Regions from separate parts of the Mus musculus genome. Here all the other regions are linked to region 1. Evidence: chromatin contacts called from public Hi-C and HiChIP or PLAC-seq data. All regions are on one chromosome and are shown on one strand. The core of a region is the stretch at or near the end of the contact, and the rest is flanking DNA. Distances in the headings are between cores, read along the strand shown. Region 1 overlaps Npas3 (neuronal PAS domain protein 3). Region 2 overlaps Npas3 (neuronal PAS domain protein 3). Region 3 overlaps Npas3 (neuronal PAS domain protein 3). Region 4 overlaps Npas3 (neuronal PAS domain protein 3).

The links. Hi-C and Micro-C count contacts between places; a contact is called where the count stands out from the background. HiChIP or PLAC-seq counts read pairs in DNA pulled down with a chosen protein or histone mark.
Region 2: a Hi-C map of the N1E-115 cell line shows a contact between it and region 1, with 3 times the contacts expected there. The contact joins two enhancer-like sites. A contact is called at or near these places in 3 of 484 Hi-C or Micro-C datasets (the N1E-115 cell line and embryonic stem cells), 7 of 115 datasets of contacts at active chromatin or transcription factors (the NIH/3T3 cell line, astrocytes, embryonic basal ganglia and 4 more) and 1 of 9 other capture datasets (embryonic stem cells).
Region 3: a contact with region 1 is called in an H3K27ac HiChIP or PLAC-seq map of embryonic fibroblasts, with 15 times the contacts expected there. The contact joins two enhancer-like sites. A contact is called at or near these places in 1 of 39 promoter capture datasets (embryonic stem cells), 2 of 115 datasets of contacts at active chromatin or transcription factors (embryonic fibroblasts and forebrain) and 1 of 9 other capture datasets (embryonic tail).
Region 4: a Hi-C map of the N1E-115 cell line shows a contact between it and region 1, with 2.1 times the contacts expected there. The contact joins two enhancer-like sites. A contact is called at or near these places in 1 of 484 Hi-C or Micro-C datasets (the N1E-115 cell line) and 1 of 115 datasets of contacts at active chromatin or transcription factors (astrocytes).

What each region holds. Positions count from the first base shown.
Region 1 is chr12:53,295,005-53,300,472 of GRCm38.p6, forward strand. All of the region lies in intron 1 of Npas3 (neuronal PAS domain protein 3), which reads left to right. It overlaps Gm51419 (a long non-coding RNA gene), which reads left to right. Exons shown (of 2, transcript XR_003950183.1): 2 at 1-5,468. It overlaps 1700030L22Rik (a long non-coding RNA gene), which reads right to left. Exons shown (of 2, transcript XR_003950182.1): 2 at 3,720-5,468. Among named protein-coding and RNA genes, the nearest start is that of 1700030L22Rik, 19 kb to the right of the region's middle. Within about 2 kb of position 3,132, at least 32 of the 459 cell types and tissues checked have an H3K27ac peak or open chromatin away from gene starts, as enhancers often do. A contact at or near this core is called in the N1E-115 cell line and embryonic fibroblasts, where this site is marked.
Region 2 is chr12:54,058,725-54,064,192 of GRCm38.p6, forward strand. Npas3 (neuronal PAS domain protein 3) reads left to right here. Exons shown (of 12, transcript NM_001370962.1): 10 at 3,259-3,406. Among named protein-coding and RNA genes, the nearest start is that of Gm35818, 80 kb to the right of the region's middle. Within about 2 kb of position 2,252, at least 8 of the 459 cell types and tissues checked have an H3K27ac peak or open chromatin away from gene starts, as enhancers often do. A contact at or near this core is called in the N1E-115 cell line, where this site is marked.
Region 3 is chr12:54,003,302-54,008,769 of GRCm38.p6, forward strand. Npas3 (neuronal PAS domain protein 3) reads left to right here. Exons shown (of 12, transcript NM_001370962.1): 7 at 152-270. Among named protein-coding and RNA genes, the nearest start is that of Gm35818, 140 kb to the right of the region's middle. Within about 2 kb of position 2,435, at least 15 of the 459 cell types and tissues checked have an H3K27ac peak or open chromatin away from gene starts, as enhancers often do. A contact at or near this core is called in embryonic fibroblasts, where this site is marked.
Region 4 is chr12:53,981,735-53,987,202 of GRCm38.p6, forward strand. The region is part of intron 6 of Npas3 (neuronal PAS domain protein 3); the gene reads left to right. Among named protein-coding and RNA genes, the nearest start is that of Gm35614, 150 kb to the left of the region's middle. Within about 2 kb of position 2,382, at least 18 of the 459 cell types and tissues checked have an H3K27ac peak or open chromatin away from gene starts, as enhancers often do. A contact at or near this core is called in the N1E-115 cell line, where this site is marked.

The DNA of each region.
Region 1 (5,468 bases), core at 1,882-4,381:
ACAGTGGTGTGTCATCATCTTGAGATGCCACCAATCAGTAGGGAAGCATGGTGGCAACAACATGGAGCCGATACGCACCCTTCTGTTGACCGTGCCGTTACTGAACTCCTGTTACATAAAAGTTCTCTGCGTTCTAATCTACCACAATCCACATTTGTGCTCCCCAAGGCCTTTCAATTTATATTTTCCTGTAGGTAGTGATTCCCTGGTTCCCTATCATGTAGTCATTTGCATGCATTGATTGAGCACCTGCTGTATAATACACACTGAGCTGGTGGCTAGAGATTGCAGGTAACCAGATGAGACACTGCACATCTGGGATCTCCTTGCCTAAATGTGGGAGGGCCAAGTGAAGACGGACAAATGTGTAGAGTAACATTGGCTGCTAATGTGATACACTGGCCTGGTCATGTGTAGCTAGAGGTACTGTGTGAGCCTAGGAGTCAGGAGCAGATGTCAGGGGTGAGGGCACCCTTTGACTATTGAAGTTGGGGAAGTCTCTGGATCTGTAAAGTGAAGCTGGGGGGTCGGGGGTGGGGTGGGGAAGTTATAGAGAAATCTACAGAGGCTGTTGTGACTGGATACACGTGGTCAAATCCCAGGAGGGGAGGCTGGAAAGCGGTCTTTAAATCTTGCATTTCACATAGTGGATTTGGGTCTTTTATACTTTTTTATCACTGTGCTCATGAATTGAATTGAACTAAAAGAACTAGAAGGATCAGTGTGTGTGTGGTGAGAGAGCTGGATAGACTTTAACAAGATAACTCCATTCCTAATACAGAAGAGACAGGAAGGAGGGGTGGTCAGAGACAGGAGACATCAGTGCGGGGCCACTGCAGCTCTCTGGGAAGGAAGTGTGCCCTGTCCAGAACAGTGAGCAAGGAGACAGGCTTGGCAGATAACAGGAAGCAAAGCTACAGCAATTAATCACCGGACGTGAAGGGCGGAGGACAGGCAGGGGCCGTGAGACGGGAGTCTGACTCTGTACTGTGCTTCTGTTCCCTGGCATGGGGAGTGCAAGGAAATGGACAGATTTATGCCAGAAGATGTGATGAGTCTCGCTTTGGATATTTAGAGACTGAAGCCTCCCATTAGAAACCCAAAATGGCAGAAACCCAAATATTTGCAGACTAATCCAGAGTATGAAAATAATTGAATGTATGCGATAAGCAAATGCTTGCTGAATGATTGAATGGATGCGTAGATTAGCCATCAATTCATTACATTTTAAATGACTATTATTGACTTGCTGTAATTATTTTAAAAACCATAAGGCACAATAGGAAGCATTCTAATTATTTAGAAGTAGCAGAAGTAATTCATTTTGTTGCTTAAAAATTTCCAAATAAGTTAATGTGGCTCCGCTGGACTCTTAGAATTGATTAGCGAGAGTGCCTTCTCTCCTCACTACCCTTGCTGCTTGCTGCTGGAAGGTCTTTGTAACAGTACAAGGCTACCAGTTCGAGGAGGGAAAGAGTTAAAACTAGGGAGATAATTTCTCAACACTCACTGGAGGATTAATCCCTGGGATTAAAATACAAAGCATTTAGATGAGGTACTGGCCCTTAAACCCTTGTTTATATCCCTGTGATGGTGGTGGGGAGCCAATGGAGGTAGAATTCTCCCCTCCAGCTCCTCAAATAATAAGGATTCCTTTGATCGGTGGATAGTTACTTATCACTTCTTCATTTATGGCACTCAGCTCACTCAAAACAATCTGGGCTGTAAATGCTGTTCCGTACATTTAGCATTATAAAATACTCTTCGGGGTTTGTTATAAACACTCTTTGGGGGGTTCACAGGGATTTGGTGCTCCTTGCCTTAGTAATAGGAGTCTATCTAAGTCGGCTAGTTAGCTTAGCCAACTCGGAAGTGAGATGTCAGAACTCACAGCGCAGATCTGTCTCTCTTGGATAGACTTGCCTGAGCCACTTTCCTGAGGCTGGGAAGATCAGAATGCCACATTGTTTGTTTACAGTGAGAAGTGCAGACATACAGACAGAACCCTTGTGTCTCAGTCAGGGTCTCTGTTCCTGCACAGACATCACGACCAAGAAGCACTTGGCGAGGAAAGGGTTTACTCAGCTTTTCTTCCATACTGCTGTTCCTCACCAAGGAAGTCAGGACTGGAACTCAAGCAGGTCAGGAAGCAGGAGCTGATGCAGAGGCCATGGAGGGATGTTCTTTACTGCCTTGCCTCCCCTGGCTTGCTCAGCCTGCTCTCTTATAGAACCAAGACTTCCAGCCCAGGGATGGTCCCACCCACAAGGGGCCTTTCCCCCTTGATCACTAATTGAGAAAATGCCTTACAGCTGGATCTCATGGAGGCATTTCCCTAACTGAAGCTCCTTTCTCTGTGATAACTCCAGCTTGTATCAAGTAGACACACAAAATCAGCCAGTAGACCTTGTCTTAGCCATTCCCAGGCATTCTCTTCCAACATGGAGATTTGGGATTGCACTCTGAAGGTGCCTAGCGAATGTGAAGTCAGAATAGGGTAGCTGCATAACTGTCGGTAGCCTGGTCTTCCCAGCTTCAGGTGGACTCTACACTAGGAGCGGGGACCTCAGAGGTTGCAACTTATGGCTGATCCTACCCAAGTCATGCATAGAGGGGCAGTGCCGTCTTTATCTTTGTTGTTTTCATGTTCTGAATCATTCTTATAGTTAAGGGATCTCTGTACCATATAGGTTTTTGTGTGTGTGTTACCAAGTAATTCTTAAATCTTGATGGCTTAGAGACCATTCTGTTCCTATCAGATACCCATTTCACCTCTGATATGCTATTGTCATGGTAGAAACATCAAAGCAAATTTAATCTCCCGATGATGGCACTGTTTAGCTCCCAGGTACTGCCAGTGTCTAGAGCTGAAGTCATGGAGATAATTGGCAATGGCTGGCTCTCTGCCTGATACAAAGCTTGTGGTGGAGATATTGTTATAGTAACACTTGCTTTATCAGTACTGTATGGGAGAAGGTAGGGAGCCTAGGAGGTAGGGCATCCATGTTTGCTGAGCCACATTAAGGCATAAACTAAAGACCTAAAACTTCAGACGCAGATAAATAAATGGTATATATACTGACAACTTAGAAAACAACACATGAAACTATGGTTACGTTCAGGATGATGCAAGAGTCCAAAGCTTTATGTAACCGGAGGGATGATGATGCTGATCAAATACAGAGGTCAGGCTGTGTGTTTGTAAAGGTAAATTACAATTCTCTGAGACATATTGCATTTATACTGGGGTCTCCCTAATAAGGTAGAAATACCCCACAGGCCCTAACAGCACTGGAGCTCACGTGAAAGGCAAGAAAAGTGAACGTAGGTTAGTCGTGACTGAGAAGTCCTAGAGGTTTGAGAGTAGCAAGAACAGATTCTAAGAAGGAAATGAAAGGAACACTTTCAAGGAGACTGCTGAAGAGCAGCGGCAGGAGATCTGAGGAAGTGAGTCGTTCTATGAGGGATTGTAGCCAAATACTGTAAAATCACGGCTCTGTGGGTGGGAAGACCTCAGCTGGCGAGAACTCTAGAGGAATTATAGCCAACTGCATACAGCGAGAAACTTTTGTACCAGAGACAACCACTCCATTCCACACCAGTGTCAAATATGATGGAAGAGCCTTTTTGCCACCACTTTGTATTTTGTGTCTGCCTAAGTTAAGCTTCTTTTCCAGTGTAAAGGGTAGAAGGTCTGGCCTCTGCTGGTTGTGCTTTCATTTCCCACCGTAAACGAGCCATTCTCTAATGAATTTGTACAGCGCTTCATTTGTAATTTACAGTGAGATAGTTTGAAGCGAAATAAAAGCCTTAGAAGAGTTAATGCCGCTGCCTTTTGGAGGAACCTGGCATCTTCAGGGACGCCCCATCACACACCGTCCGATTGTGACGTCTGAAATGGTAGCAGGAAATCTTCCCAGTTCCTTTTGGCATTATCACATGCTCTGATTAATTAAGCACTTTTGTTTACATAAACAGGATTTTAGCTTATCGGAGTCCAGAAGGAATTTGAAGAGGAGGATTTTTTAAGTTGAATTAATTGCCTTCTGCCCCGGGGAAAAAGCAGCAGCAAATTTGCAGAGAAACCCTCCTCGGGATTTTTCGAGTTCAAAGGTGATGGGAGTCAGTCTGGCGATCACTGGAGGAAGGGGAGGCAGGTGTGGATGGGGGGGCCGGGAGAGGAAGTGATGTGTCAATCTGTGTGAAACAATGTGTCACAAGCCCTGTGAATACTGTTCACACACATGCTTATGTTGGATTTTAATGTACACTGCTGAGAAAAGAAAGCAAATGCTCGTGGCGTTCCATGGTACCTTGTTATTCCATCTAACGGAACAGACACTTGCCAACTGACTTCCCGCCTATTAAATTAATACCGTGTTAACGAAAATTAAGAGAGGCTAATACTGCTCACACGTATCCTTCAGCAAAAGACAAAAAAACCAAACAGACCCATAACCAAAGTAATTAAATATACTAAACCCTTGTAAACTAACGATTAGAGAACAAAATATTTTTCTTCGTTAAGATGTTATTGTAAATGGATAAACTGTTTTTATAAAACCGTAAGTGAAATCCACAAGACAACGTAGTATTGGAACCTTGAGTATAAAAAGAATGGAATAGTCCTGCTCATAGTTATACTTTAAATATCTAAGTACATTGGATTCCTTGAATTGGGATCCTGTCTTTACCAGAAGCAGCCCCCAGGAAATGCCTTACAGAAGACGGAAGCAAGGAAGGCAGTTTCAGAAGGAAGCCTGGCTGGGACAGCAGAGGAGCAGCCCCGAGCCTCACTGCCAGCACAAGCACGGAGCGTTCAGCAAGTTGACTTGCCTAAGTCTCACAATATAACCAGAAATGAGAAATAATGCCGTGCACAACTCCCCTAGGGAAAAGCTGATGATACTTGTAAACATGGCGTTCATAGAGAGGCTTCAGAGCGTGGCAGTCTAAACGAGAGGAGTTCTGTTGAGTGCTTTGCTCATGGAGACACTAACCATGACTTAGCACCCAGCCTGTCTAGAGGAGGTTCCAATAAATAACCCATCCATCTTGTTTTTGGTTCTTATAAACTCAGCCACAGCTCTCCTGCAATCCCTCTCATTCTCTGATCACAATTTACCTTGCACTGCTTGCAAGTTTCTCTCAACTGCCATCTGGGGCCCGTTATCTCGTTCTAAGTCTCCCCTACTCAGCTGCTCTGTACTGCACATCTTCAGCCTCCCTCATTGTCTTAATCCCTGGTAAACCTGGAACTCCTCCTCATCACATGCCCGAGACTCCTCATGGCCCAGTGATCATCTTTAAGATATGCTGTTTTTCCAAATCAGCCCTTGTAACTTCTTGTTCTGTGCTCTAACTTCCTGAATGATTGAACCACTATAGCTGGAAGCCTCAGGCCATTTCTGACTCTTCTTTTCCTGCAGTTCCTGTCTCTATGTGTTCTTCATTTTGCATGTCCCTGT
Region 2 (5,468 bases), core at 1,002-3,501, 760 kb after region 1:
ACTTATGTTGTACTTATTTCTGGCTTCCTCCACAAAAGGAGCTTTGTGAAGAAGGCTGACTTAAATATCCCCTCATTTTTCCCTACTGTTCAAACCCATAACTCAAAAACAACAGCAGCAGCTACTAGATAACAGAGAATCCAAAAGGGTTAGGGTTTTTTTTTTCCTTTTTGTATTTTTCAAGTTCTCTAATTTATTACACACTAAAAATCTCTTTCAAACTGGCACCAACATGGCTTTTCTTCTTGAGCTGATTAGGGCCACATGAGCTCAGGAAAAGCTGTCAGATCCTGCCTCTGGCACAGCTGGAATGATCCAAATGATTTGCCAGTATGATTTTTTTTTCCAAGAAATAAGCTTCATCCCAAAGTTATAAATTTATATTCTGTAAGAAGTTAGAGCAAAAAGTATCCCTGATTCAGTATGAAAGAAGGCACTCTGGGAACTTCTTTTATATGAACTTAAAAACAAAAGGAAACTTAGGTAATATTTTGGTCAACATTTCATTCCCTCCTGAAACTACCATCAGATCTTCTCTGTGGATTCCAACGGTATATGGAGGTCCCGTTTAGAAAACACCAGCCCTTGAGTTGTCACTGAAGACCATGTGAAGATGGTGACCCTGGCAAATTCTGTTAAAGACCAGTCCAGGGAACAATTATGACCCAGAGACTGCTTGTCTTCAGTTGTGCACTATGACCTCTGAAACCTGTGCCATTCACCAGTGACCCAAGAACAGCCACAGTGCTGAGCGGAAGAAATCCTTGTGTTCAGTCCTTCACCTGGCCTCCTCTTCACATCAGAAGTCACCTGTCTGCCTCTTTGTCATTCAGGAATGTATTCTTGGCGAGGCATCCCTGAGCCTGGATTTAATGAAAGACTGAATTAATGTATTCATGGACCCTAATAAATTTGTATTTATCTTCTCAGCAAATGCCCTTTAAGCAGACCAAGCCCTCCTCCCTCGTTGTCTAAAGACAGCATTGCATCAGCTCTTTGTATTAGAAACGTGTTTATCTGAAAACTGTCAGGAAGGTTGGTGTTTTTAAGTGAGGAGCCGCATGGGGGGTGGAGTGGTCATTCTGTTGATTCTTTACATTCTAACTTGATCTTATTTGTTTCTTCGATTTAACCCTCTCAGTCTCTATATTCTAGAGTTGGTGTTTTCTGTTGTTTGTTGCCTGTTCTGGGTTCCACTCTGGTTCAGATTCTCCACCCAAGAAATGCCAGCCTTGCTCGCCAATTCAATTTTTTTTTTCACATGATTCTGCAAAAAGGTTTTTTTTTAGTCTTTTTGTCTTTGTTAAAAATACTAAAACCATTAGGAATCATCCTTTACTCTGCTTAGAAAGCACATAGAAAGAACTATGTCACCAACCAGATTGGAGTGTGGTGATTTCCTCTGCATAGACTTGCGCAAGCCACTGTCCTCAGGTAAAAGTCACCCAGGCCCAGCAGCTCTGAATGAGAGCACCCTGTGTTGCATGCCACGGCGGTTTAACAGGAGAGCCGTGTGGTACGCCTGGCAGTTCACCACTTTCTGCCTCCACTAGGAGTTTGGTAGCCTGGAAAGCCATGCATACAGAATGGCAGAACTTACTGTCACCAACAAAAGGAGGGCACAATGCTACCTGTGGAAGTCCACCACCAAGGGCAGGTGATGGCCCCCCAGCCTTCCAACGCCCTGCATTGGGTAGTAGCTTTAGAACAAAACTTGCCCCTGTGTGAAGCATTTATTAGGGCTTTTTCAAGCAACAGTGAAGACATAATTATTAAATTTTACAACCATTCATTTAACATATCGTGAGAAAAAAGGGGGGAGAATGGGAGAAAAACATGAAAGTCTGTCCACTATGGATGCAGAACGTAGGGGTTGATTAGTGGCCACTCTCAGATGAAGGAAGAGGTTCACCCGCCTGGAATGTTACTCTTTCCCACAGTGACTCCCTTTTTCCATCCACCCCCCCCCAAAAAAAAATCAAAATGTACTTCATGAAACTATTGTATATGAAGCACTTATTAGCCGTAATTAAATGGACAATATGAATTTACTACGTCTTTAGGACTCTGGCTTGTTCTGGTTTAGAGCAAGATGATTAATGCAAATACATATTACTTGAGATAACCATTTAGCAGCTAATTTAGCCAAATTTATTACAGCAGTTAGAGGTTTTTCATTTTAGCAGACGGAGACAAGGACATGCCAAAAGTGGGGCATGTAGACGAGTGCGCACTGCCCTCTAGTGGCCGGCAGGCTGGTGAGCTTTTGTGGGGGCGTGAGCAGTGGTCTCCACGTCCTGAAGCAGAGCCTTCCCTGCATACTCTCAAACCATTCCCCTCCATAGCACTTTATTTAGGGGGTGATTTACTACAGTTTCCCTTTTTACTAGCTCAGGAGAACCCAGATACAAATCAAATCTATTTCAACTTGGCAAGATTCTGGTTAGACTATCATTTTTAAACATCTGCATTTTAAAGCTCTCTTACAGTGGGTATTTAAAGGCACCGGTTCACATTCCTGATTGTTTTTACTTGTTCCATCATTTTGTGCCATATTTCAGCGTCTGGCTGGAGCTGTCACTCTGTTTGGCTCAAGTCAAGTCAGTGCTGTGCCTCTCTCTCTTAGGCCAGTGTCTCTCTCTGACTCAACCCGGGGATATATTTTGTTCCAACCTTCAGCTGTCTCACCACAATTTACCCTGGCTGACCAATGTAAATTTACTTCATCCAAGGACTATAAATTCTGTAGGACAAGATCAAAAGGAACGGATGGCTAAGGACACGGGTTTGATATTGCTCAGGCTGAAGGGAAGTGATCAAAGACGGGGGGGGGGGGGGGGAAGGCATCTTCAGAACCATTCAGATAACCAGAATCTCAAGGAGGGCAACTCGGAGGAGCTATGCATAAATCAGGCAGAGATTTGCCTTTCTTACCATCTGATGTTAAACCCACCGACAATATCCACACCACATTAGGTGTGCTCTGAGCCAAAAAGATTAGTAGCCCTTTTATTCTTCCTTTTCCACCACGGCTGCCCAGAAGGGAATATAGCCTCACTACAGATGCCAGGAACCCCAGCTAGGCAGCTGCTGCTCCAATGAGATGTTGATTTCATTTGTGCTAATAGCATCTTAAGTCAGGCATACGCTGGGCTCCCCAAGCTTTGGTCTCAGGTTGGGCAGAAATGAAAACCGTTCTATGCCCCATCTTAATACTACACCTTCTGTTTTGTTTTATCTCTCTTTACCCTACCCCAGTGCTGAATAAGGGTCAGTGTGTGACCAAGTACTACCGCTGGATGCAGAAGAATGGAGGCTACATCTGGATACAGTCTAGTGCCACCATAGCTATTAATGCGAAGAATGCAAATGAGAAGAACATCATCTGGGTGAATTATCTTCTTAGGTACCTTTTCCATTACATTTCTCTCTCGTTATAAACTGCATGCACTGAGGCTAATAGCCGGCAGGTCATGAGCACTGTCTTCGGACAGGGACAAGGACAGGCAGGGTGCTCTGCTTCCTGCAAGATTCAAAGAAATGGGAGATGATCAAAGCCCACTAAATCTCAGATTGTCAGTCTTTGGGCAGCCCTGTCCCCAGAGCTGCTCTCCTTCCTGGGACAAGTTCCACCCAGAGACATTTGCCTAAAGCTGCTGCATCCTAGAAATCATCTCCTTATGCCCCCACCTTTGCCCTTGCACTCTAGTCCCTGGGGAAGCAAACAGAGCCAGAGGGGAATAGCACGGACCCTTTGCTTCCTACGCATTCCATCGTTTTGATCTCCTCAACCTTCTGCACAGGTATTTGTTCTCTGGATACTCAAATTTTGGTAAGCAAGATGAGCCACTTTGCCAGAGCACTGGTAATCTCAGTGTAATTAAAATAATAATAATGACGACAACGACGACGATGATAGTAACTCCTTTGCCTGCCACTCTGGGCTTTTAGTCAAGTTTTATGTTTTTAAACTTTGTATCATAGCAGTCCAAATTCAACTGCTTCCTAAATGCTGGTACAAGGTACCTTTTCCTTCCCTTTCCTTAAGTCTGTTCTTCAACTGAGATTCCAACAAGCCGTAAAGTGACTGGATGGCTTGGGTTTGAGGGCAAGCCTTCAGGAACGTTCTCTACTGGTCTTGTCACAGAGCTATCACGGCACTTGGCTCCCGCCCACCACCGTAATTCCACTCTTAGGCCTCTGTTGTCCTAAAGGCACCAAGCAGGATCCACATGTGCACTGACTAGAAAACCTTCCAGTAGAGCTAATGAATGGAAGTTGGTGCCCTTTGGCTGATAATTTCGACAAAGGCTACCTGAGTCCCATTTCTCTTAGAGACAGCCGAATGGGGCTGGCCGCAGTGTTAACAAGCAGAACTCATCAGCACACCGGCCCTTCAGTGCTCTGCACACTTTGGTGATGGCTTGGAGGCATGAATGTGCTTGCTTTCTACACCATATCAATCAGACGCTAATGATTATTGCTCTAGAGAGGCCTTAATGGATGCCACTTACGAGGGTTTTCATCTATCTGCTTTCTTGTTTCCTTTTTTGACCTCTTCTGCTATCCTTTCTCTCTAAAGGTAAAAGTGTATGTGTTGTTTGTTTTGTTTTGTTTTGTTTTTTTGAGACAGTGTGTAGCCCTAGCTGTCCTGGAACTTACTTTGTAGACCAGGCTGGCCTCGAACTCAGAAATCCACCTGCCTCTGCCTCCTGAGTGCTGGGATTAAAGGCGTGCACCACTACCGCCCAGATCTGTATCAGATCCTATTACAGATCGTTGTGAGCCACCATGTGGTTGCTGGAGTTTAAACTCAGGACCTCTGGAAGAGCAGTCAGTGCTCTTAACTGTGGAGCCATCTCTCCAGCGTGTGTGTGTGTGTGTGTGTGTGTGTGTGTGTGTGTGTGTGTGTTTAGTGTGGCTTTCTCCGAGGGCTGATTTTCATGAGGACCGGATGGTCCCCTTTGGTTGTGATCTTTTCATGGAGGCCCCAATGTCAAGGAATCTGTTCTCTGAAGTCTTTCTATGAAATCGTCACTACTGCTACTATAGAAAGCTATGAAACTACCTGTGACAAACAGAAAATAGAACCAGACACAGATGCTCTTTTGCTGGGCAAAAGTGGTGGTGCCATTATGAAGAAATAAATGGCAGTAAACATTCACTATAGGTTAGACGCCATGTCTACCATGTTGGTGCATCATAGAGCTCTGAGGGTATCTATGTTTGTTATTCACATTCCCTGGGGTTTATTTACTGGTTATTGTGTATTTTCTTGAGAAACACACAATGGTATTTATTTATTTATCTATTTTTATTGGTTACTGTGTAATTTCTACAAGAGTCCTTTAGACTACCTCATGGCTTCCCACTCTGCCTGTGATGGCAGAAATATCAAGGAATAGGAGAAGAGTTTGGATCAACATTATTAATCTACCCCTGAGCTGAAAAGTAACAGCCCACAAGCA
Region 3 (5,468 bases), core at 1,185-3,684, 710 kb after region 1:
ACATTTTCTCAATGAGGTAAATTGATTACCACACTCTCAACACCCATCAGTCATTTATTTTTAGTGAACTCAAGGGTTGCACCTGAGCAGCATCTCTGGAGCGCTGTGCAGAGACGGAAATCACACGTGTTTGTGTTTTTCTCTTCCTCAGTGGAGACGACCAGCCCTAGTCTGCTAACCACGGACAACACCCTTGAACGGTCCTTTTTCATCCGAATGAAGTCTACTCTGACCAAACGTGGAGTCCACATCAAGTCATCTGGGTATAAGGTAAGCTGGGTTTGGGAAGGGAACACAGCCAATCTGAGGCAGTTTACACTGAGTTTCGCAACTGCTTTGGGTCCATATAGTTAACACATGGGACCTGGAGTGCTACACAGCGTAGGCCCCCTGGCCAGTTTGCAGCCTCAACAGAGACATCTTTAGACCCCCTCCTTATCCCTTCAGACATAGCTGGTGCATCAAATGTCCAAGCTCCTATCTTTTCTTCAAGCTACTAGTTATACCAGGCACTCCAGCACCTGCTAGGAATTCACACTGGTGGAGAAGGAGAGTCAAATTCCTTTCGGTCCTGCAGGTAATTGTTCTAGAATGGTTGCTATGAGAATCTCCCTTTTCTCATATTCCCCTTAAAATGTCCCCTTTCTCTGAAGTGACTATCCCAGCCAATAACATTGACACTGAGGAGGAAAAGACAAGAGGATACCCGGGCCTGGCGGCCAGCCCTGACCAGCACAGTCAGAAGGCTTATCAGGCTCCAGGTTCAGTGAGAGACTCTCTCAAAAAATAAGAGGGCAAGCAATTGAGGAAGATGCTGGACAGCAGACTATGGTCGACACACCCAAATACACTCATCCAACCACACACAGACACACACGCAAATCAGGTTGAATCTTAGAATCTTTTATTTTAAAATTATGATTCTTGGACATTAGTCATACTTAGGCATCCACAGAAAACTCAAAACTACACAGTATTATGCACATATTCCTCATGGGCAGAGATCAAGTTTGGAGTCATAATCTACACAACATCATCATTTTAAGGCGGAGGATATCTCAAGAAATCCCAACATTCTAGTTACTATAGCAACATAAATTAAGAGCTACAACATTTATGAAATGCCTTTAGAAACCTGAATCATACACACACTTACAAAACACTAACCAGTCTCTTAAACAGCATTTATTGTACATCGGAAGGCAAACACAAACAGAATGTTAGCATCAGTGTGCCCGCATGACCTGCTCCAGGCTGAGACGTTAAAGCTTATCTGTGTTCTTTAGGATGACGCCAGCATTGTTGGTGGTGCTAACAACCATTACTGACAGGGTTTAAAACCTTTATGTAAGTCATCAAAACACTACCAGCTGTATAAAGTCAGAGGCGTGCACTTTCATTGACATTAATTCTTTAAGGGGGGGAGGAATGTTTTAAGAAAGGAGGTGGAAAATCCTTCCCAGGCCGACCTTTAGCTGAGCTGTCCTACAGTCTGAAAGGCACGGGAGAGGCAACCTTGACCTTTAGCAGGGTGCAAAGCAAAGAGAGAGCAACCGGTCAGTTCCTACAGTAGCTTCCCCCATGGACAGTTATTATACGTCAGTGCATTGTCAAGGAGAAAGACAGACCTAGTCTTCAGGGTAGTTGATGCTTCCCTGTCTTGGCGAACGGTGTGCATTTACTCCTTATTAACCGTGGGCATTAGCACATTTGGACTCTCTAAGTAGACTACAGATGTGAGATATTCTTTAAGTGCTAGAAAGGGTCATTCTTTGCATTCCAGACTTGGGAGTCCAGGGGTTTCCTTTTTTAACTCTTTCTTTCCTGCCTGCCAGCATCCTTTCTCATTCTTGCTGGTTGGTAGTGGGCGTATCACAGGCAGAAAGCAATGGTTAGTATAATTCAATATCATTGAGTAATTTAAGGTTTTGAAAAACAAAATGATTTCATACTACAGACTATAGTTTACGAAGCTCTTTGGATATTTGATCTGCAAAAAGAATGGCTATAACAATAATAAGTATGGCTATAACAATAATAAGGACAAAGAGTTTGTCTAGGCAACAGACCAAGCATCTCCTTAGGTTGTGATTGGCCATCTGGGTGCCTCAGTACGGCTACATTTGTTGACTGAGCTGAAGTTAGACTTGTGAACACCATCCGTTCAGCAGAGACTTTTGAGCTCCCAGTGTGGGACTTGTTTTAGAGTCTACAATCCCAGCATCAAATAGTACATAGTCTTTACTTTCACAACATGGGAGTGGGGAGAGGACTGTATCGAGTAATAAAGCAATGATTTAGAGGGTAATGAAAGCAAAAGGAACAGCAGCCAGCATCTTGGAGCCCTGTGAAAGGCTGGGTAAGCTTAGCTCTCACAACTGTCCTAGAAGAGAGTGTTTGGACTGGAAGAAACTAAGGGTGCAAAAATGAATTAGCTGCCCAAGGTCACGTGCTGACTCATAACCCATGCCTTTCCTCTGACCAGGCTACACTACACAGTGATGGGAGGAAATGTGAGCACCAGACACCACTTTAGATAGGAGAGGTCACAGGAGGCTCCTCGAAATTGGTGGCACTGTTGCCTATACGTCATGAATGAAAAGGGACCTCACATGTACAACTGGGAAGGGGGAGATGTCCAAAAAAACATGAACCTGGGATTAAAGGCTCCTTACTATGAGAAGAGAGAGAGAGAGAGAGAGAGTTGGCAAGCAATTAGGAACAGTTCTAGAACCTGTCACCTCATGAAATATCAGAGTGCCTATCTCACTGCGACATACCTGTGAGGAAGTCTGTCTCAAGAAACCATGGATATCTCTAGCAAGTGTCATGTGCCCCTCCTCAGATCTGCTATCCACAACCATTTTATCCACCCCCTCAAAGATGGATAACCCATCAGGCTCAGCCTTGCCCCTTCTTTGTAACAAATATTCCTGATTAATTCACCTTGTCTGAAAGTTAGGGGAAGGCCCAGCAAGAGCCTGTGACACAACACAGCTGAACAACATCCCTGTTTATCTGTTCATTCTCAGTAAGTAAATCTAGCAGCTTATAAAACATTCCAATAAAACTGGTAATCACCCACCACCACACAATAAACGCAATAAAAAGGAACTGCAATGATAATTTCTCTGTACTTCCGATATCCCTTCTAATTTATTATCATCATGTACGTGTTGGTTTTCCCATAAAGGTCCACAAAAGACTGTCTAGGTCAGTGTATTTCTTCATTTTTTTTCTATGACCTTGGACTATGGACCCTTCTAACGTTCTCCAAGACTCCATCACTTGCAGTTGTCAGCGTAGCACTTACAGTAACAAAAGAAGATACCAAATGCCATCTGAGTACAAGGAACTGTGTACTTATCAGTAACAATACACACTAGTCCACAAAGGAGCACTATTTTACAATCTCCTCCGTGCAGTCTGCATACTGTATGCCCAGTTTGAAGACCATAACACTGAGGCTTTCACAGGTAGGCTTCCGCCCTATGCTTTGGGCAGCTCTTAATCAGCTGCTGGGGAATCGGAATGAAAGCCAGGCAATTAAGTTCCAGAACTGGCCCTCTGCTTCACTCATAAAGAATGCAGACGACCTGGCATCACTGAGATGGTGGGACTCCATACATGGTCCTTTACATTTTTAAAAGGAGAGCACCTTGCCTGAGACCTTGCTGGTGTGACTTACAATGTCCCACTGCTCTGAGGCACCAGGGTACAGAGAGCCTAACAGACCCATCCTCCTTCTCAGGGCCCACATCCTGATCACAGACAGGGCATGCGCCCCTAACCTGGAACTCCAAAGTTTGAAGCATCTGACCAGCAGCACAATGCCACAGTGAAAAATTCCACCCCTGACTCCATCTGCCAGGTCATAGTCAAAGCACAGATCGTACTAAAAATAACTCATAAAACTACCTCCAGGCTTTGTGCACAAGGTACATATGAAACATACATGAGTTTTCAGGTTTAAACTTTGGTTCCATCCCCAAAATTCTTGTCATGTATGCAAACATTTTAAAATCTCAAATGCCTTTGGCCCCAAGCCTTTCAGATAAGAGCTACTCAACCTGGACCTCATAACCAAGAATTCTAACCAAGAAGGGCCCCTTGAGTCTCCTGACTCAGGAATGGAGTATGGAGGCTTCACTTGCCACACCCTAGACCTCAGAGAATCGCTCTAATGAAGTTTTGTTCTTTCAGTCATCGTCCGCCTTGAAATCCACAGTAGCGTGTTATCTGGTCAAGGCACTTTTTATGCCTTAGGGGCCTCCCTGTTGTTTAGGTCCCATTGTTGGCCACATATCTTAGCATAACACAGCTCTCATTTAAATTGCCTTGCATCAATATTCTGCCTTCTTGATTAGGTCTATGTCTGGGGGAACTTACTAGGTAGAGCACATGGGGCAAAGGAGATATGTAATCAGGGAAATTATGGAAAGGAACGCTAATTGGGTCGCCTCCTTAGCTTAGCTCCAGTCTTTGGAGGATAGCTTCCGTGGTCGTCGGTGTGGAATTTCCAGCTTTCTAACCTACTCCCGCATGCCCACCAGCACCTCGGTCATCTCCGGAATATTTATCCCAACACATTTTAATGTCCTGACTCTAATAGCAGAGCAGAGTCAGGGCATTAAATAGAAACAGACACAGAGAGTCCCTACCCCATTGCATGCAGTACTAAGAGTGTCCTTCACTTCTTCTCAAGAGTGAAATCTGCAGTGACTGCTGACCCTGTATGGCATGTACTCAGGGACCACGAAGAGACCTTGGGGGCAATTCAGGGAAAATTGTAAACTCCAACAACCCTCATCTGGGATGATTCAGTACCAAGGTGTTGGACTAAATGCTTGAAAGACCATATGGGCTCCTTAAGGTATAAAGACTCCGAACGAGAGTAATTCACTGGCTTACTGCAGTGGCTCTCAACCTTCCTGATGCTGGGACCCTTTAGCACAGAGACTTTTCTAGAAAATTATAGAATTATCTCATTGTTACTTCGTAACTATAATTTTGCTACTGTTATGAACCATAATGTAAACATCTGACATGCAGGATTACTGATATGCAACTGTGAAAGAGTGGGTCAACCCCAAAAGTGGTCCTGACCCCCAGGTTGAGAACCACTCTCTGGTTTATGGCGCCTGCTGATAACTTCCATTTTACAAACTTCTAGTCTTAAAATGTATAGTAGCAAAAGCAGCAAATTGGGGTGTGAAATTTAGCTAAAGAAAGCCTTGCCTTCCCTAAACACACACGTAAGTGTCTCTTAAAGTACAAATCTCTCTTGTTCTAAGAGTTTCTGAGAGTTCCTAGTAATAGCTATCCCATGACATAAATGAGATCATATGATCTTCCACAGTGGTTTTATTTCCTTTGGACATTGTAGAACTCTTTAAAGATTTGATGATATGTATGGAGCCTCCCACGGTAAATTCACTCTGCATCGGCAGGTTCTTGAGTTCTTGGGG
Region 4 (5,468 bases), core at 1,132-3,631, 690 kb after region 1:
ACAAAAGCATCACTATGGCACAAGGGAAAGTTGGAGAAGCATTCCGGAAATTGACATGCAAATAACCACTCCAAGTACTGGGCTTTGTTCTGAAAATTCCCATCCTTGGGAGATGTGAAAACACCAATCAGGGAAGGGGTAGAGCTGGGAAGGACCTGGCAGGTTTATAGCCAGAGTGTCCTCCTTTGAGAGTCTGTCTCTGTACCCCATCCCAGACTGAGCTGGCACAGGTAAAACCAAACTAAACATGTCTCCGCTGAACAACTAAAAGGACAACAGGCCTGAATGGAACTGCCCTGAGACAGTGACAGTCACAACACTTGCTTCCTGGTCTCTGAGTCATCCCTGATGCCACCAAAGCAATAAGAAGTCCAGCCAGGGCTCATAAAGAAAAGCCAAGTATTTCACAAGGACAAAAGCAACTGTCTCTAGGAAGCTAGCTTTGCATTCTGAGCAGCTGCCCCAGTCTCCTAGACAAAGGCCAAAGATACTGCCTTACCCACGCCACTGCTTCTCCATCATCGAGGCCTGGGACTAGATGCCAAACTCCCACCTGCAAGCTCTCAGATCCTACAGCACACTATACTCAGTGCTAAGTGGAGTCAACATTACTAAAGCGGGGAGAGGGGGGTGACTGCATAATGGCCCGCTGTAGGCTGTCTCTTTGGTAGATTTATTACATACATAAGACCCTGAAGAAAACCAGCAGGCAGTGGGCAATGCTCACTATGCATAAAGGAAGAAAGGCACCATGACTCGGGAGTTTGTTAAGGAGAGGTTCTGAAAGCTAAGCATGTGGTTAGAGAAACCAGTGAATTAGTTCTGGCTGTACTGGAATCCTGCTCCTCTGTATACGAGGGTCCCTACATACCATCAAGATGTCGAATTGGCCTTATTTTTACCACTGTGTTTTCCTCTCCCAGAGCCAACCCTGCTCCTTCCTCCCTGGAGGTGTTTGTGCTCAGGAAAACTGAACCAGCAGAATCCAAGCATAACAAGTCTTGCTCAGGCTTCATCAACTGTCTCTCAAGGAAGTTTACTCAAACTTTAATTGACTCCTAGAGAGTGGGCAACCCCAAAGCTAGCTGGCCTAACAGAATCATGAAGGCCTGGTGATGACCATTTTGCTGCTGTTTCCTGTGCCCATGAGTCCTCCCCTTGAGCCCTGAGCAGTACTCACATAGCCTCACAGCAACATTCAGATACAGCTGGAGGTGGTGGCCTGCTTAGCCCTTCAGTACATGTAACCTCTGCCTTTGGACATCTCAACAGCCTGATCCTCTGTGGTGGAACTATTCCACCCGATATTCAGAGTGACCTTATGTACTTCATACCTGCAATCAGATGTTAACCTTCACAGACCTTTCTAGCCATTCAGGCATTCATACACATTTCAAACATATCTGTATGTTATGTTTATCTCCATACCCCCCCCCCAGTGCAGGTGTGTGCATACACGTGTGTGCGCTCATGTACCCATTTATCCTCCTAATAGAATATAGACTCTACTATGGGGAGAATTTCTTTCCGCCCCATTCCTCCCTTCTCTTCTGTGACCTCAAACCTATGACAGGGACTTACACCCGTAGAAACTCCGTCAGGACTTGCCGAATGGATCTGTTGTGAAGTGAATTGTGAGCCTAGTCTAGACTCAAGATGGCTTTAGCCAAGCATGCTTCATCCACATATTAGGATGGCTTTGACCATTTTAGGGGCAATCCTTGTTTTCCTGAAGAATAGAACTAGAAGAGGAAGCTGTGTAGGGAGATAAATATTGGTTAGTGGGGAGAAATCGGAGAGAAGTTTTTGTTTGTTTTGTTAAGGGAAAAGAATGTAGAAATAAAGGGAAAGCAATCAACAGTACCTTTCTGTTTCTATAAATGACTTTCTATTTCTGGTTTTAAGTGCGAAAGAGATGGTTCTAAACGTATCCTGAATCATGATTAGTAATTTCATTGATTCTGTTTCTCCTGCTCATTAGAATCACTGGCTTTGGAGACCATGCCAATGTCTGGGTCTTTATAAGAGCCTGCGATTGACAGGACTTGTTTTCTTAGGCTTTAACGGATGACCTGGCACCTTACCATGAGATAGCCCTGACGCAAAACCATGTGCAATCTCTGCAAATGTGGAGCAGCACGCTTCTGAAGGACGAAGGATGCCTAGAAAGCCCAGTGCCACCTCTGTCCACAGACTGGAGCTAGCCACTCTTAAAGCCGCTTCTGAATCACTCAGGATCCCCAGGAACAGCAGCCACCCTTCCTCTCTCCCCTTCCTGTTGGGACGCTTTGATTTAAGACGATGTCTGTGCAGAACAGCTTTGTGCAGTGGTGTCATCTGACCCAGATTGTGTGTTTTTATGGTCTGAGCCAATTAGTTAAAGTGACTTTGACTATAATAGGGACCTGTGACATTCCTCAATATTATTGCATTAGTCACTCCGGAACGGTTTCCGGCTTGCGTTTGGAGTCTGGCTCTGTGCCTTCCTTATGATGATCATTATATGACTTGTGGCTGTCCTATGAAACAATAACCCTTGAGTCCTTGAGAGTAAACTCTGATTTTATTTCAATGAGTCCTTGGTGCCTGATGAACATGTGAATCACCTCTATTGTTCTGATTAATGATAAAGCCTTGCTTGTTTGTGTCTTTCAACTCTGTATTAGGCAAGGGAAGAGTGGGTTAGTAACCCCTAATCTGACCCTGGGGAATGAGGTAACTCTGAGAAAGTCACCTTGCGCCCACACTCTTTTTATTTATTTATTTATTTATTTTTTGGCTCTACCCATAGGGGACTCCTTAGATCACTGAGCCTTGTAGGTGCTGTGGTAGCTTTATGGGGACAGTCATTATGGGTACTTGGCCTGGGCAATGACTTTAGCCTCTATCCTAAAACTGAACGTTGCTGGGCTGGATCACATTAAATGTATTAGTCTGCCTACACAACAACACTACAGCAATATTGGCCATGCACTGCTTTAATGCGAGACAATGTCTCACTAGCCTCTGGACTCCATCACTTCAGATATTTCCTAAGACAGTAGCTATAATCCATTTCTGAGCCCCAGTGTACAGCGAACTTATTTGTTTAATTGATAAACAATTGAAGCCCAGCCCTCCAGCCTCTACTTCCCCATTGCCTTGATGGGAACCATAGTTGTCCTTTCCTTTGTCTTTCTCTTTGATCCTTGATATTTTTGTATTAATCTCTTGCACTCCCATCTGAAATCTTATGGCACTTCATTAGTTCAGGGCCTGACACTTGTTGTTGGAGCAAAATACACCTGACTTAAGAGCTGCCATTTGGGCCACATTCAGGCTACAGGTTCACATCATCAAATACATCTAAATGTGGTACAGCTGTGGCCATCATCCCCCAGAACTTTATTGCTTTAAACTGAATCACAGGTACCCAGCAAGCAACTCTGTTTTCCTCTACATTGAGTACACTCTACTATCTCATATGACCTTGTGGTCATGATCCCTCCTGTGTTTGGGAGATTTTTCCATTGTTCCTTCTGCAGAGTCATGTTCCTTCTGCTGAGTCATGTTCCTCCTACTGGTTCATTCTCCTTTTCTTCACTGCCATTCCTGACACTGTAACCCCCAGCAGTGTCCACTCTTCTTTATCCTTCAGTATACCCTCGGCTGTCACTTCAGAGTAGGCCTTCTTTATATTTTCTCACAACCATCTGTAATTCTGAGATTTTTAATTCATTCTCTTAACCAGAGCCCTGCTCTATTTACGTGTTACCGACTAAGTAAAGAAAGCAATATGAACCTTCAGTGATTTTTAAAAGTGGGTTTCTGGAGAGGATCAACTGACAAATGACAGCACTTGCCAAAGCACCTGGAGGGAGAGAAGGCACTAGAGGAGCCGAGTGCACCAGAGAACACCTCTGAGCTTGAAAACCATGGTGAGATTTACATAGATGTAGGGACTGACCAGTAACATGCATGGTCTCTGTCCACTCCCTTCCTTTCCTGAAAGAGGGTGAGGGGGAGATGAGGGAGGGAGGGAAGAGGGGAGGGAGAGACAGAGAGACAGAGAGAGAGAGGGAGAAAGAGAGAGAGAGTCACTAAGCATAAAAAAGGCTGTTTCCTCAGTACCAAAACCTGGGACTCCTAGAGCCCAGCCACACCTACCCCTGTACGCAATTGCTGATACTCAGTGTTCACTTTGCTCTGGAATCTGAACTGTTCAGAGGACACCACGCTCTTCTGGGAGCTTTAGAAAAGTGGGCGTCAGCCCTTTAAGCATAAGCATGGGTAGACAGAGTGACTATCATAGAATAGTACGTATTTCATTAACTCTAGAAAATAAACTAAAATCACTCTACATCTGCGCCATCTCCCTGCCAGAGCCCTGGTGTGTTCTTTTCCATTTCCATACAGCAGGCCTCAGAAATGCACCATGGCAGAGATGCAGAAAGTTAAAGATTTCTAAGTAAATTACAATGAATAAATTAGATTCGGGTTTAAGGCGTGCTACACCAGCAATCGTGGGGTTTTAGAGTGCGTGGTCATAGACAATGGATCCTCTTTAAAATGGGAAAAATAAAAGTGCTTATCTCAAAGGCTGTTGTGACAACTCAATTAAATGTGTATGGAAATCACCTGGCATTAATCCTAATCCCTGCACCTCAAAGCTGGCATTCGCCACAATAAAATGGCTATTGAGGAAACTCTAGCCAATCACCCACTGTTTAAGTTTTAAATTAGAGTAGTTGCCAATTTTGGAAATACCTGCCTTTGTGGTGATTGTGTGGTTTTTTTTTTTTTTTTTTTGAGGTAAATGTCCAAATATGTGTTAATTCCTGTGTTTTCTGTTGTCTGGGCCCAGGAAGTTGATTGGATTTTAGCATATACAGCCCAGAACCAGCAGCCAGCTTGTGAGCACAGACATATGACGCGGCTGTAAAAGAACATTCCCTCCTCCCTTCCTGTCCTCCTGTTTCCCCAGCACACCAAGTTTTGTGTAATTTATCGTCCCACAATCTGCATAATGACAGTGTGTCTCCCTTGTCCCTCTTAGCGCTTTAACTTTTCAGCCTTCTCTCTTTCCCTCTCCTTACTCTCTCTTCTTTTTCTTCCATTAAATTCTCTCTTCTTACATTTGCATTTTCTCATTTACATATATTATTCCCCATTATCTGGCAAAACCGTGGACTAAGATTCTCTTCCTGTCTTTATGGAGTTCATGGTAGCTATGTATCTCTGAACTGTATCACCCTAGAAGTTTTTTCTCTAACGTGTCTGACGGTACCACCGCCACCACAGTGTTAGGGCAGTACATACCAATCCTGAGAACAAATTGTGTCATGGTAGAGTTGGTTGCTATCTAGTATTGGTCAGATCTGCACTTGACCTCATAAATGTGTCTTGCTCAGAATTAACTTGGATTTAGCAAACATCACCTCGTGAACGGGATAAATGGAAAAACAAAACAGCAACGACAACAAAAAACA